Linked DNA regions of Mus musculus: regions 1, 2 and 4 are each linked to region 3. Evidence: chromatin contacts called from public HiChIP or PLAC-seq and Micro-C data. All regions are on one chromosome and are shown on one strand. Each heading gives the region's core, a stretch centred on a gene start, on an enhancer-like site or on the middle of the called end of the contact. The rest is flanking DNA. Distances are from core to core; before and after follow the strand shown.

What was found. Hi-C and Micro-C count contacts between places; a contact is called where the count stands out from the background. HiChIP or PLAC-seq counts read pairs in DNA pulled down with a chosen protein or histone mark.
Region 1: a Micro-C map of embryonic stem cells shows a contact between it and region 3, with 2.3 times the contacts expected there. The contact joins the promoter of Tex19.2 here to the promoter of Mcrip1 in region 3. A contact is called at or near these places in 8 of 39 promoter capture datasets (the SN4741 cell line, cranial neural crest, embryonic stem cells and 5 more) and 1 of 484 Hi-C or Micro-C datasets (embryonic stem cells).
Region 2: an HNF4G HiChIP or PLAC-seq map of pancreatic cancer cells shows a contact between it and region 3. The contact joins the promoter of Ogfod3 here to the promoter of Mcrip1 in region 3. A contact is called at or near these places in 2 of 39 promoter capture datasets (the SN4741 cell line and stem cell-derived epiblast-like cells) and 1 of 115 datasets of contacts at active chromatin or transcription factors (pancreatic cancer cells).
Region 4: an HNF4G HiChIP or PLAC-seq map of pancreatic cancer cells shows a contact between it and region 3. The contact joins the enhancer-like site here to the promoter of Mcrip1 in region 3. A contact is called at or near these places in 6 of 39 promoter capture datasets (embryonic stem cells, fetal liver, hippocampal neurons and 3 more) and 1 of 115 datasets of contacts at active chromatin or transcription factors (pancreatic cancer cells).

The regions. Positions count from the first base shown.
Region 1 is chr11:121,117,320-121,120,019 of GRCm38.p6, reverse strand. Tex19.2 (testis expressed gene 19.2) reads left to right here and starts at 1,343. Exons shown (of 3, transcript NM_027622.3): 1 at 1,343-1,832; 2 at 2,120-2,193; 3 at 2,324-2,700. The coding sequence starts at 2,400.
Region 2 is chr11:121,203,371-121,206,070 of GRCm38.p6, reverse strand. It overlaps Ogfod3 (2-oxoglutarate and iron-dependent oxygenase domain containing 3), which reads left to right and starts at 1,423. Exons shown (of 9, transcript NM_025402.2): 1 at 1,423-1,582. The coding sequence starts at 1,509. It also overlaps a transcript of Hexdc not described here.
Region 3 is chr11:120,548,395-120,551,349 of GRCm38.p6, reverse strand. Mcrip1 (MAPK regulated corepressor interacting protein 1) reads left to right here and starts at 1,623. Exons shown (of 5, transcript NM_001033231.4): 1 at 1,623-1,693. Ppp1r27 (protein phosphatase 1, regulatory subunit 27) reads left to right here and starts at 218. Exons shown (of 3, transcript NM_026814.3): 1 at 218-486; 2 at 588-738; 3 at 1,021-1,375. The coding sequence starts at 297. The coding sequence ends at 1,144.
Region 4 is chr11:121,089,846-121,092,545 of GRCm38.p6, reverse strand. It overlaps a transcript of Sectm1a not described here. Among named protein-coding and RNA genes, the nearest start is that of Sectm1a, 10 kb to the right of the region's middle. Within about 2 kb of position 1,320, at least 50 of the 459 cell types and tissues checked have an H3K27ac peak or open chromatin away from gene starts, as enhancers often do. A contact at or near this core is called in pancreatic cancer cells, where this site is marked.

The sequences.
Region 1 (2,700 bases), core at 94-2,593, 570 kb before region 3:
CATACTGAATGCTGTTCATCACCAAGGAAGTCAGGACTGGAACTCAAGCAGGTCAGGAAGCAGGAGCTGATGCAGAGGCCATGGAGGAATATTCTTTACTGGCTTGCTTCCCCTGGCTTGCTCAGCCTGCTTTCTTATAGAACCCAAGACTACCAGCCCAGGGATGGTCCCACCCACAAGGGGCCTTTCCCCCTTGATCACTAATTGAGAAAATGCCTTACAGCTAGATCTCATGGAGGCATTTCCTCAACTGAAGCTCCTTTCTCTGTGATAACTCCAGCTGTGTCAAGTTGACACACAAAGCCAGCCAGTACAAATCCCAATAATTCTTTTTTTTTAAGTTTTATTTTTATTTGTATTTGTGTGTGTGGGGGGGGGTATGAGTGTGCCATGTGTGTATAGGTGAAGTAGCTAGAAGAGGATATCCGACCCCCTGGGGCTAGAACTTAAGCCTGTTGTGAGCCACTTCTCCAGTACAAGACATTTTTGAATAAGAATGGCCACCATAGGCTCATATATTTGATTGCTTAGTCATGGGACGTACATTTCTAACTGTGATCTGGCAATATTTATTTGTTTGTTTATTTTTGTTTTTTTAAGACAGTGCTGTGTGGCACTGGCTGTCTTGGAACTCACGCTCTAGTATCTTTTTAAAAAGATTCCTCAGGAACCCTGCTCCCTTTCAGACAAAAAAAAAGAGGTTGAAGCGAGAGGGTAGCCCAGCGTGATGCAACTCTTCACTCAAGCTTGGATTCTTTCAGTCTCCGACTGTGATAGATCAGTTTTTCGCGCGAATGGCCATTTACTTCTCATTGTTTTGGGCACAACTGCCATTTTCCAGGACTTGCAAGCTCATGTGGCTTCAGACTCCACTTGGTCCTGAAGGAAGAGCTTTTGGAAAACTGTGCCAGCTCTCACACACTACAACTAGCTCACAACGTGGCTTTTGTGCTTCTCTGGGTGTATTCAAAGGAGACAAAAGCTTAAGTTTAGAAGACCAATGCAAAACTGGTAATAGCTTTTTAAAATACCAAATTACCAAACCCCAGAAAGCAACCAGATCTTCTACAAGAAGTGAGTGGATAAAGGGATTTATTCTTTTAATGGAGTATTACTGAAGTGAAACTGGCCCTGTGATGACAGAGGAACGTCACTACACCAGTGTCCACCCCTGTGGGGTGTCCAGAGTGGACTGCGGCAGATTTTAACAAATAAACCTCTGTGTGGTCAAGGTTGAGCTCCAGAGGCTGCTGGAAACCTTGTATCTTATGCTTGGTTTTTCCTCTGAGTCCCAGACTCCTCTAAGGATAAACTCTACAAAGAATTTCTTTAAAGAGTCTGAGAACAAAAAGACCCAGAGAGGGGCAACTGTGCTTAGCCTGCAGTTGAGAACTGAGCGAGCAGTTTCCCAAGTGTTAAAGAACTTTTTACTAAAGAGACAGGGAAGAAGGAATCGACTTTTCCAAACAAGATGTGCTGCGGGCCCAGCTCTGAACCCAGGCCTTCGAGTCCCTCGAAGGCACAGGGATGGGGACATCGGGCACCGCTAGAGCACACAGGAAGCACACAGGGTGCTCAGGTGTCCGCAGGGGAGCAGCGCATGCGCGCTGTAGGGGGCGCCAGGCCTCATGTGCACCTTGGGGGCCAGAGTGACTCAGCGCCTTCGCTTCCTGCTGCTTTGGGGCCTCATGGGAGATATGTAAATGAGCTGGAGCATCATGGCCGTTGACCCTTTATAAGGCCTTGTTGGTCCTCGCTCGGTGTTCAGTGCTCAGTGAGGAGAGCCTGGCTTTGGAGTCCCTTAGCTGGCACCTGGGCGCTCAGTCAGGGAGGTAAGGATGGAAAGGGACTGGGCCGAGGGCTGGGCCGGGTGAGCACGGTGGGCAGAGAGGAGATACTCCTGACGTAGGCTTCCCGGCCTCTTTGGTTGGTAGCCGGGTGCAAGTGTGAGGTCGGGGCCTTGAGCCCTGAGGACAACTCTGATGTCACCCCAGCCTGTCCAGAGTGAGCAGGGAGCCCCGGGGGCCAGAGCTCCAACACCCTCTCCTCAAGGGGGGCCCTGCAGCAGCCCGGGGGCTGGGGTGGGGGGAGGCAAACCTCATTTCCTCTGCCTTTCAAGCTCTCCAGACATTGGAGCAAGTGTGAAGCTGAAGAAGTTTCTGGAAGCTCAAGCCTGTCTACTTCTCCAGAGAGGTATTCATTTAATTCTCACCCAGTTCTCGTACCACTGCCCCGTATCCTGCAGCCCCAAAGCCCCTAGACCTCCTACTGTGCCCTGTTTTCTCCCGTTTCTCTCATTCTCACCTTTTCCACCTATTTCTAGCCTCTATGGTCCTACTGAGACCATCGAGCAAGTCTTCCTCTGTGTGTCCGCTTAGCTGCAGACAGACTTCTTGACCATGTGTCCCCCAGTCAGCGTTCGCCATGGGGCCAAGGGCATGTCCTGCCTCTATGGGGCGTGGCTGTACCATCTTGTCCATGGGGAACAGATGAAGATCTGCTTTGCTTGCTTCAAGGCAGCTTTCCTCGTCGTTAAGAACATGCTGGAGATGGGAGACTGGGAAGAAGGAGTGTGGGATGCTGAGCCCATGGAACTCTCAGAGGCATCGTCTGAGCCCGAGGAATGGCCCGGGCTTAGTGGGGGAGAGGGCCAAGGTCATCTGCCACATGGCATCTCTGTCTCTGCAGGCTCTGGGGCTC
Region 2 (2,700 bases), core at 174-2,673, 650 kb before region 3:
ACAGAGCTCTTAACAACGAATGGATCTTCAAGCCCAAAGTTCCAAAGTCCTTCCACAGTCCTCCCCAGAACATGGTCAGGTTGTCACAGGAATACCCCACTCCTGGTACCAATTTGTCTTAGTCAGGGTTTCTATTCCTGCACAAACATCATGACCAAGAAGCAAGTTGGGGAGGAAAGGGTTTATTCGGCTTACACTTCCATACTGCTGTTCATCACCAAAGGAAGTCAGGACTGGAACTCAAGCAGGTCAGGAAGCAGGAGCTGATGCAGAGGCCATGGAGGGATGTTCTTCATTGGCTTGCCTCACCTGGCTTGCTCAGCCTGCTCTCTTATAGAACTAAGACTACCAGCCCTGAGATGGTCCCACCCACAAGGGGCCTTTCCCCCTTGATCACTAATTGAGAAAATGCCTTACAGTTGGATCTCATGGAGGCATTTCCTCAACTGAAGCTCCTTTCTCTGTGATAACTCCAGCTGTGTCAAGTTGACACAAAGCTAGCCAGTACACCACCCCACCCCCTCCTGAGGAAGGAGGATTAAAGTTTAAGACTTGCCTGGGCTATAAAGGAAGGTCAAGGCTAGACTTTGCAACTTAATAAGACCCTGTCTCCAGACTAATAAGTAAAATAAGGACTGGATTGCTTAGTGGTACAACACTTGTCTAGCATGCAGAAGGCCTTAGGTTCAATTCCTCGTACTGAAAAACAATTAAGGCAGTGGTAATTTGGAGAGATGGTGACTAGCTCCGTGATACAGCACCGGCTGCTCATTATGCCAGGAACCCTGCGATCCACCCTGGCTACTGCAAATAACAACAACAATAACCTGAAAAGGGAATAAACTCTACATATATCAGAACTGACTATAGTTTCCATTACAGTTCATTTCTGGAGGACACTGAAGCAGTCAAGATATTAGAAACAGTTTTCCTACCTTCTGTAAAATCACAAGCGATTATTAAAAAGAATTACAGAGTTGTGCATCCAGTTGCATGATTTCACCTGCTCGTCCTGTGCAAGGACTCAAAAGTCCTAGCCTTAGGAACCACACCCCCCCTACGCTCGCCCTCAATCCCCAACCCTGCCCGACCTGCCACTCTCAGGCAGTTCAAAGTCCCTGACAGGCTTCTCAATGCAGCTCTCGGGGCCGGGGAAAGGAGAGGGCGGCGGCCGTAGGAGACAGGTCATCCGGGCCCAGCACAATCGGTGGCTGTGGGCTTGACTCACCCGCGTCGCCGCCGCAGCCCAGCTACAGGAGAAGACAGAATTCCGCAGGTGCCTCAGGGTTGCAGTGCCAAGGGCCGAGAAGGCTCCGCCTCCCCCCACCCCACCCCACCCCCGCCACCGCTCGGCCTCCGATTGCTCTCGTCTGGCCGTGAGCCGGACGAAGACCGAGCGCGTCGCTCCCGCGTCCCGACCCCGTTCCCGCCTCGCTTTCGCTGTCGCAGCTATTGCCCCGAGTTTGGTGGCTCTCGTGTCGTAGCTGGCTCTGCGACGGCTGGGCCCGATGGCGCCTCAGCGGAGGGGACCACCCAGAATTCCCGAGGGAAGTAGTGCTGCAGAGCGCCGGCGCGCGACCAGGTAGCGGGATCCTTAGGGACCGGGAGGCCGCGCGCCACAGCGGGCGGAGCCTGACTGGTGTGTGTGGGCGTGGCCACTCCGAGGGCGGGGTCGGAGGGAGGCAGAGCGTGGTCTTGATTGCTGTGTCCTTGGCAGAGTGAGGCGTGGCCATCCCAGGGGTGGGACCTAACAGGGGTGGGACGTGCTCATGACAAGGCGGGGTCTGACTCGTGTCTGGGTTGGTCCCTGGCTAGAGGTGACAGGTGGGACCAGCCCTACTGAGACTTGAGCAGGCTTAATTTAGAGAGAGGGCGTGGTAGTGTGGGCGTGATTGATGTGTTGGGGCGTGACTTGGTTAGTGTATCCTGCGGCATCCTTTCTATAGTGAAAATGTCCACGTGGCTGCCCACCTCCAAGCTCTGCACAGAGGCCCTGCCCACAGGAAACCTCTTCTTGGAGTCGAGCTGCATTCAGTCACGTGAACAGGTTTCTCTCGCTAGGGACCCTTTTTGAGCCTTTAGGACTCCCCACCCACTACATGGTCTGTCTCCTCACATCTCTGCTGGTTACCTCATCCCAGCCTTTCACACCTCACCTATCCAAAACTGGCCTTGTGAGCCTCTGTCAAACCCACACCTGAAATGGTAACTAAGAAACGGAGTCCTTAGGGACAGGGACCTAACTCTGACAATTCTGCATGTATTTTGAGACCTTTCCTGGACAGCAGAGCTCAGCCACTCTAGTTATACACACAGAAGTGTAGAGACACAGACACAGCTTCATCAGGGACCGGACCACACAGACCTGGGTCGTAGAGGAAACTTACACATATCATTTCTGACATTCTTCTGTGCTCTTTCTGGCTCCAGGTTTATGATTTGAGTTAAGTAGATATGCTTCATGTACGCTGGTTTACGTACACATGTGTTCGTGTAGAAACACAGGCTTGGGATGGGGCAGTCATATATGGATGCATGAGTGATCAGAGACTCACATGCCCTGACAATCCTCCAAATAGGTGCTCTGTGGGCTGGACAGAAATTACCTATGGTCAGCCCACAATTTTTTTGCCCATTGAAGCACATATTCAGCCCTGTCTGGTCAGAGAAGACAGGTCCATATACTGCCTGGGAAGCTCT
Region 3 (2,955 bases), core at 374-2,873:
GGTCCAGCTGCGGAGAGGGAGTAGTAGCCAGGAAGGATCTGACCCCTTTGGCCGGACATAGTGACAGGTGTGCTGAAAGATGAGCCACTAAACATGATCCTGTGCTCAGGGAGCGCGGAGCAGCTCAGTTTCAGCCCCTCGCGTCTGCAAGCATGACTGCGTGGCTTTATATAGCCTCGCAAGCCCTTTATAAGCTGGAATCGAGGTTCTGTCGAGCAGGAGAGCTTACACAGATCTGGTCTGGTAGGGACACTTTCTCACTCATACCCACAGAGATAGCCCACCTCAATCCCAGGATGCCCAGCCGAACGGTCCGCTATGCTCGCTACAGCCCCCGACAGCGGAGGCGGCGGATGTTGGCCGATCGGAGCGTGCGCTTCCCTAACGATGTTCTCTTCTTGGACCACATTCGACAAGGCGACCTGGAGCAGGTGGGACGCTTTATCCGGGCTCGGAAAGTCTCCCTAGACACTATCCATCCCTCAGGTGAGTAGATAACTGAGAGTCTGGCCTTCTGTCCATAAGGAGGCAGGGGAGATCCTCTTCTGAGGGTTACAGCTTTGACCCTGTGTTCCCACCCTGCCCAGGACTGGCTGCTCTGCATGAAGCTGTGCTCTCTGGAAACCTAGAGTGTGTGAAGTTGCTAGTCAAATACGGGGCTGACATTCACCAGCGGGATGAGACAGGCTGGACACCACTGCACATCGCTTGCAGTGATGGGTACCCTGACATAGCCAGGTGAGACTATGGAATGTGGTTCAGAGGTTTCATCCTAATCTCTCCAGGTGGACCCCCCCAAAATATGGCTCTGAGGATGTAGGCATCAACTCAGGGATTCTGGCAGTTTCTACCCGATTGCAACATTAGAGCAAGCCGGAAAATCTGGCCACAGCTTCCAAGGGGTCAGGTTTCTTCCTCCTCACTCTGCCTGGAAAAAACAAACAGGTGACCCCAATATTCTAGCCTTTTGGCCCCGGAGTGGGCTGAGTAGGCTTTAACCACCTGCCCTTCACACCTCAGGTATCTCATCTCTTTGGGGGCAGACAGAGATGCAGCCAATGATGATGGCGATCTGCCCTCCGACCTTATTGACCCGGACTTCAAAGACTTGGTGGAACTCTTCAAAGGAACCAGCATGGACTGAGCCAGGAGAGCCCTTTGGGGCTTGCGCCTCCTTGGAGAAGTGGCAAGCACCTTGCCCCAAGGACTAGAGTGCCCACTGGATGTGCAGTGAGGCAGCCAGGCTGGTTAGGACTTGTGGGGAACGACCCTCTTGCCCCTATACCCATTTCTCTGGCCTGGCTTTTTCTCCAGGTTTGTTTGTTTTTTAATGGTGATACTTTTTACTTTTTCAATAAACATAATTCCCAAGCTGTGATGATGACTTGATTAGCGCAGTCCAGTACAAAACCATCGCCAGGTACGCGGGGGCTCGCTGGCAGCGCAGGGCCGGGGAAATGCGTGTCCGGGGCCGGTGCGCCGATGTTCTTGTTCAGAGATGCCCGGCAACCCCTCCCTTCCCCCGACACCCACCCGTGTTTCCGGGACGACCTCGCGCGCCTCCGACCTCGCCGCACTCCGTTCGCCAGCGATCACGTGGCCCGCGCCGTTTGCGCCTGCGCGCCGCGTCACTTCCGGCCGGCCCACTGGAAGCGGCGGCGGCGGCGGCAGCGGCGGCGGCGAGGAGGGCGAGGTGAGGAAGGCGCGGCGCGGAGGCACGGCGGGGCGGGGCGCTGCAGGCTCCGTGGGACCTTGGCCGCCCCGCCCCGCCCCGCCCTGGTGTCGCTGGGTCGCCTGGCCTGAGCGGGGAGAGACAAGGCCGGTGTCTCCACGGAGTGCGGACGTGGCGGCCGCCCCCCCACCTCCCCGGGAACCGACGCCCGCGGTCCCGGGGCAGCCTCTGAGGGCGCTCCCTGCTTTTGAGCTGCGCAGGCCAGCCTCCCCAAACCGCGCCGGTGTCCTTGCCGGCTACCTGCCCTGCCCACATCCCAGTTGTCCTGATGCAGTGGCTCTGCGCAAGCCCGGGGCCTGTCTGTGGGCAAGCTGGACATGCTGGTGGCCGGAAGTATCGTACCCTGTTGACAAAAGCAGCCCAGATCCTGGGGTGGTCGTCCGAGATAAAATGGTCTTCCCTCTGGACGCCATGTTTCAAACACAGGGCAGGCTCAAGCAAAGGCCCCCAGTGAGTTGAGATCAGCTGGTGGATTTCTGGGGAGTGTCCAGGACGTTTAGACAGCGATGTGACAGGAGTGCAACGAGAGCCAGGTCCTTCAGGAGAAGGAGTCTGGGTTTGGGTCCATTTAGGGAATATCTAATAGTTTGCTAGTCCCGGGAAAGAATAGGATACACGTTCTAGGTCTGATGACCTGCCACTGTCATCTGGAAGCAGGCCCGAGCTGTCACAGCACTGTGGCTCCTGCTTGGCTGGTCAGTCGCTATAAGCCTCACAATTTGAAGCAGGGAGTGGTGGCACACACCTGTCATGCCAACTCTTTGTGTGGTGGAATCAGAAGGATCAGAAATGTAAGACTAGCCAGGGCTACATGAGACCTTTTTTCTAAAAGGGGTGGGAAGAGGAAAGAAGGAAACAACAACATTTGGATAGTAGACGTTTCAGAAGAACAGAGTGACCAGCCATTGCACCATTGATTGTAGTGAGGGACCACTCGCATTGTCACTGTGGTGGGTAGCAAAGTGTGACCATTTAGCATCATGTGCCTGGCATATTGGATGTATTTAGAAGAGTTGATGTGGTCCTGGATCTGTCCCCCTACCCTGCCTTCCAAAGCCCTGGGTCCTATAGAAGTGGAGAGTTCTATAGAGAATAAACCCATTCCGGATCTCTCCCAGTAGAGGGGCTGTGAGCAGACCCACACGGGTGTCACTGGGAAGCAGCATTTCAGAGAGTTTAGGAACCTGATGTAGGATGCAGACAGGAGCTGAGGCAAACTCAGA
Region 4 (2,700 bases), core at 71-2,570, 540 kb before region 3:
AGGATCAAGAGTTCACATTGTGATGAAGAGTGATAAAGAAATTGTTGGCACATTTCTAGGATTTGATGACTTTGTCAATATGGTGTTGGAAGATGTCACAGATTTTGAAATTACACCAGAAAGAATTACAAAGTTAGATCAAATTCTAAATGGTGGTTCCTGGAGGAGGGCTGAAGGATGAATGGATTTCCTAGACTTATGCTAGATTCCGGCTTTTTTTTTTCCCCAAAACCATTTTTTGGGCTTTTTTTTTTTGTTTTTTGTTTTGTTTTTTGGGTTTTGTTTTGTTTTTTGTTTTTTTGTTTTTTTGTTTTTTTGGTTTTTTGTTTTTTTGTTTTTTTTGTTTTTTGTTTTTTGTTTTTTGTTTTTTGTTTTTTGTTTTGTTTTGAGACAGGGTTTCTCTCTGTAGCCCTGGCTGTCCTGGAACTCACTTTGTTACCAGGCTAGCCTCGAACTCAGAAATCTGCCTGCCTCTGCCTCCCGAGTGCTTTTTCAAACCTTTAACATTTAGATTCTATAAAGTGAAGTTTCCATTAAAGGGAAACTCTTTGAAGATATACATCCATTTTTCTAAGCTAGTCATGGTTAATTTGGGAAGTTTTGTTTTGTCTTTTTTTTTTTTTTAGGTATTTTCTTCATTTACATTTCCAGTGCTATCCCAAAAGTCCCCCATACCCTCCCCTCCCCACTCCCCTACCCACCCACTCCCACTTCTTGGCCCTGGCTTTTCCCTGTACTGAGGCATATAAAGTTTGCAAGACCAATGGGCCTCTCTTTCCAATGATGGCCGACTAGGCCATCTTCTGATACATATGTAGCTAGAGACACGAGCTCCAAGGGGGTACTGGTTAGCTCATATTGTTGTTCCACCTATAGGGTTGCAGATCCCTTTAGCTCCTTGGGTACTTTCTCTAGCTCCTCCATTGGGGGCCCTGTGATCCATCCAATAGCTGACTGTGAGCATCCACTTCTGTGTTTGCTAGGCCCCGGTTGTCTTGTTTTTTTAAAGACTAAAAAAATAAAGATGTTTTTGGTGAAAGAAAGAAAGAGAGAGAGAGAGAGAGAGAGAGAGAGAGAGAGAGAGAGGGAGGAAGGAAGGAAGGAAGGAAGGAAGGAAGGAAGGAAGGAAGGAAGGAAGGAAGGAAGGAAGGTGGAGGAGGTAGGGAGAGAATGAATTTAAATTCCTGCAGGACATCGAACGCCCTGGCTGAGAGTGGCCTAAGGAAGGACTTGCCAGCCACCCCTCAGGAGAGGGTTAGCTCAGCTCTGATCGCTCTCCTGGATCTCGTGACTTTGTTTTACTCTCTGACACCACAGAGCTTAACATAGCTAAAGGAAACAATGAAAAGAAACTGGAAGCTTTCACTTTCCCCTCCCTCTCCATGACTCAGACTGTGGGTTTCCTTCTGCTAATTCCTGCCTCCGGAACGTGATTCCTGTAACAGCAATGCTAAGTCTAGGATGTCAACAGAAGACAGGTGCTGAGAGCTGCCTGCAAGTCTGATCTTGTTGGGGAGATTTGTATATCTGCCATTTTGTTGTTTGTTTTAAGAAAGTACTCTCAAAAGAACTTAAGAAACCTACAAGAGCAGAGTAAGGGACAACTGATGCTAAGCAAACAGGTGCGCAGTGTGGGTGTAAGGCCAAGTCTTGGAGTAAGAGCCTATTACTCCGCTTATGCAAAACACAGTGGCTAAGGGAGCCTGGGGGCGGTAGGAAAATACCTCTCAGGGATATTCTGGCACAAAGAGCCAGTTTTATTTTTATTTATTTATTTATTTATTTATTTATTTATTTATTTTGAGGCGGATTTCAAGTAGCTGAGGCTGGCCTTGAACCTTTGTACTTCCTGCATTCATCTCCCAAATACTGGGAATATGTGTGCCAACATACCCAGCTGATATGAGAGGCAACTTTTTCCTCTTTGTGTTTGTCTATACATGCCTGTGCACATGAATGTAGACCAGAACTGCCCACCTTGTTTTGAGACAGGGTCTCTTGATGGCCTTGAGTTGACAAATGGCTGGGAGCCATCGTATGGGTGGCTGGGAACTGGACCCAGATTCTCTGCTTGAATTCTAGGGTTCAAATCCCAGTCTTCATTCTACTACTCAGTCTACTGAACTAGCTCCCAGTCCTGCCAAAGTTCACTAAATATCAGTGTGGTCACGCCCTTCACCTACAGTCTGCTACCTGTCTGATGTTTTATCCTTTGTCAACAATGTGTGGGGTACACTTATCTCCTCATATACTTATCTCCTCCTCTTATCACCTTGGGAAAATCCACCCATTGCTAAGAAAAGATCTGTAATTTCAGCACTTGAGAGTCAAAGGCAGGAGGATCAGAAGTTCAAGAGCCACTCAGCAATTCAAGGCAAGCTAAGCTACCTGAGATCATTTCTGAAAAATAATAGTAAAAGGGGGGGGCACACAGAGGCAGGGGGCTGTGCAGGGGCTGGGGCACACAGGGACTGGGGGTTCACAGGAGCTGGGGGTGTGCAGGGGATATGTGTGTGTGCAAGGGCTGGGGGACACAAAGGGACTGGAGGTGCACAGGGTGTGCAGGGGCTGGGGTGTGTGTGCAGGGGCTGGGGAGCACTCAGGGACTGGGAGTGCACAGGGGCTAGGGGTGTACAGGGGCTAGGGGTGCACAGGGGCTGGGCTGTGTGTGCAGGGTCTGGGGAGGGACAGTGCAGGGCT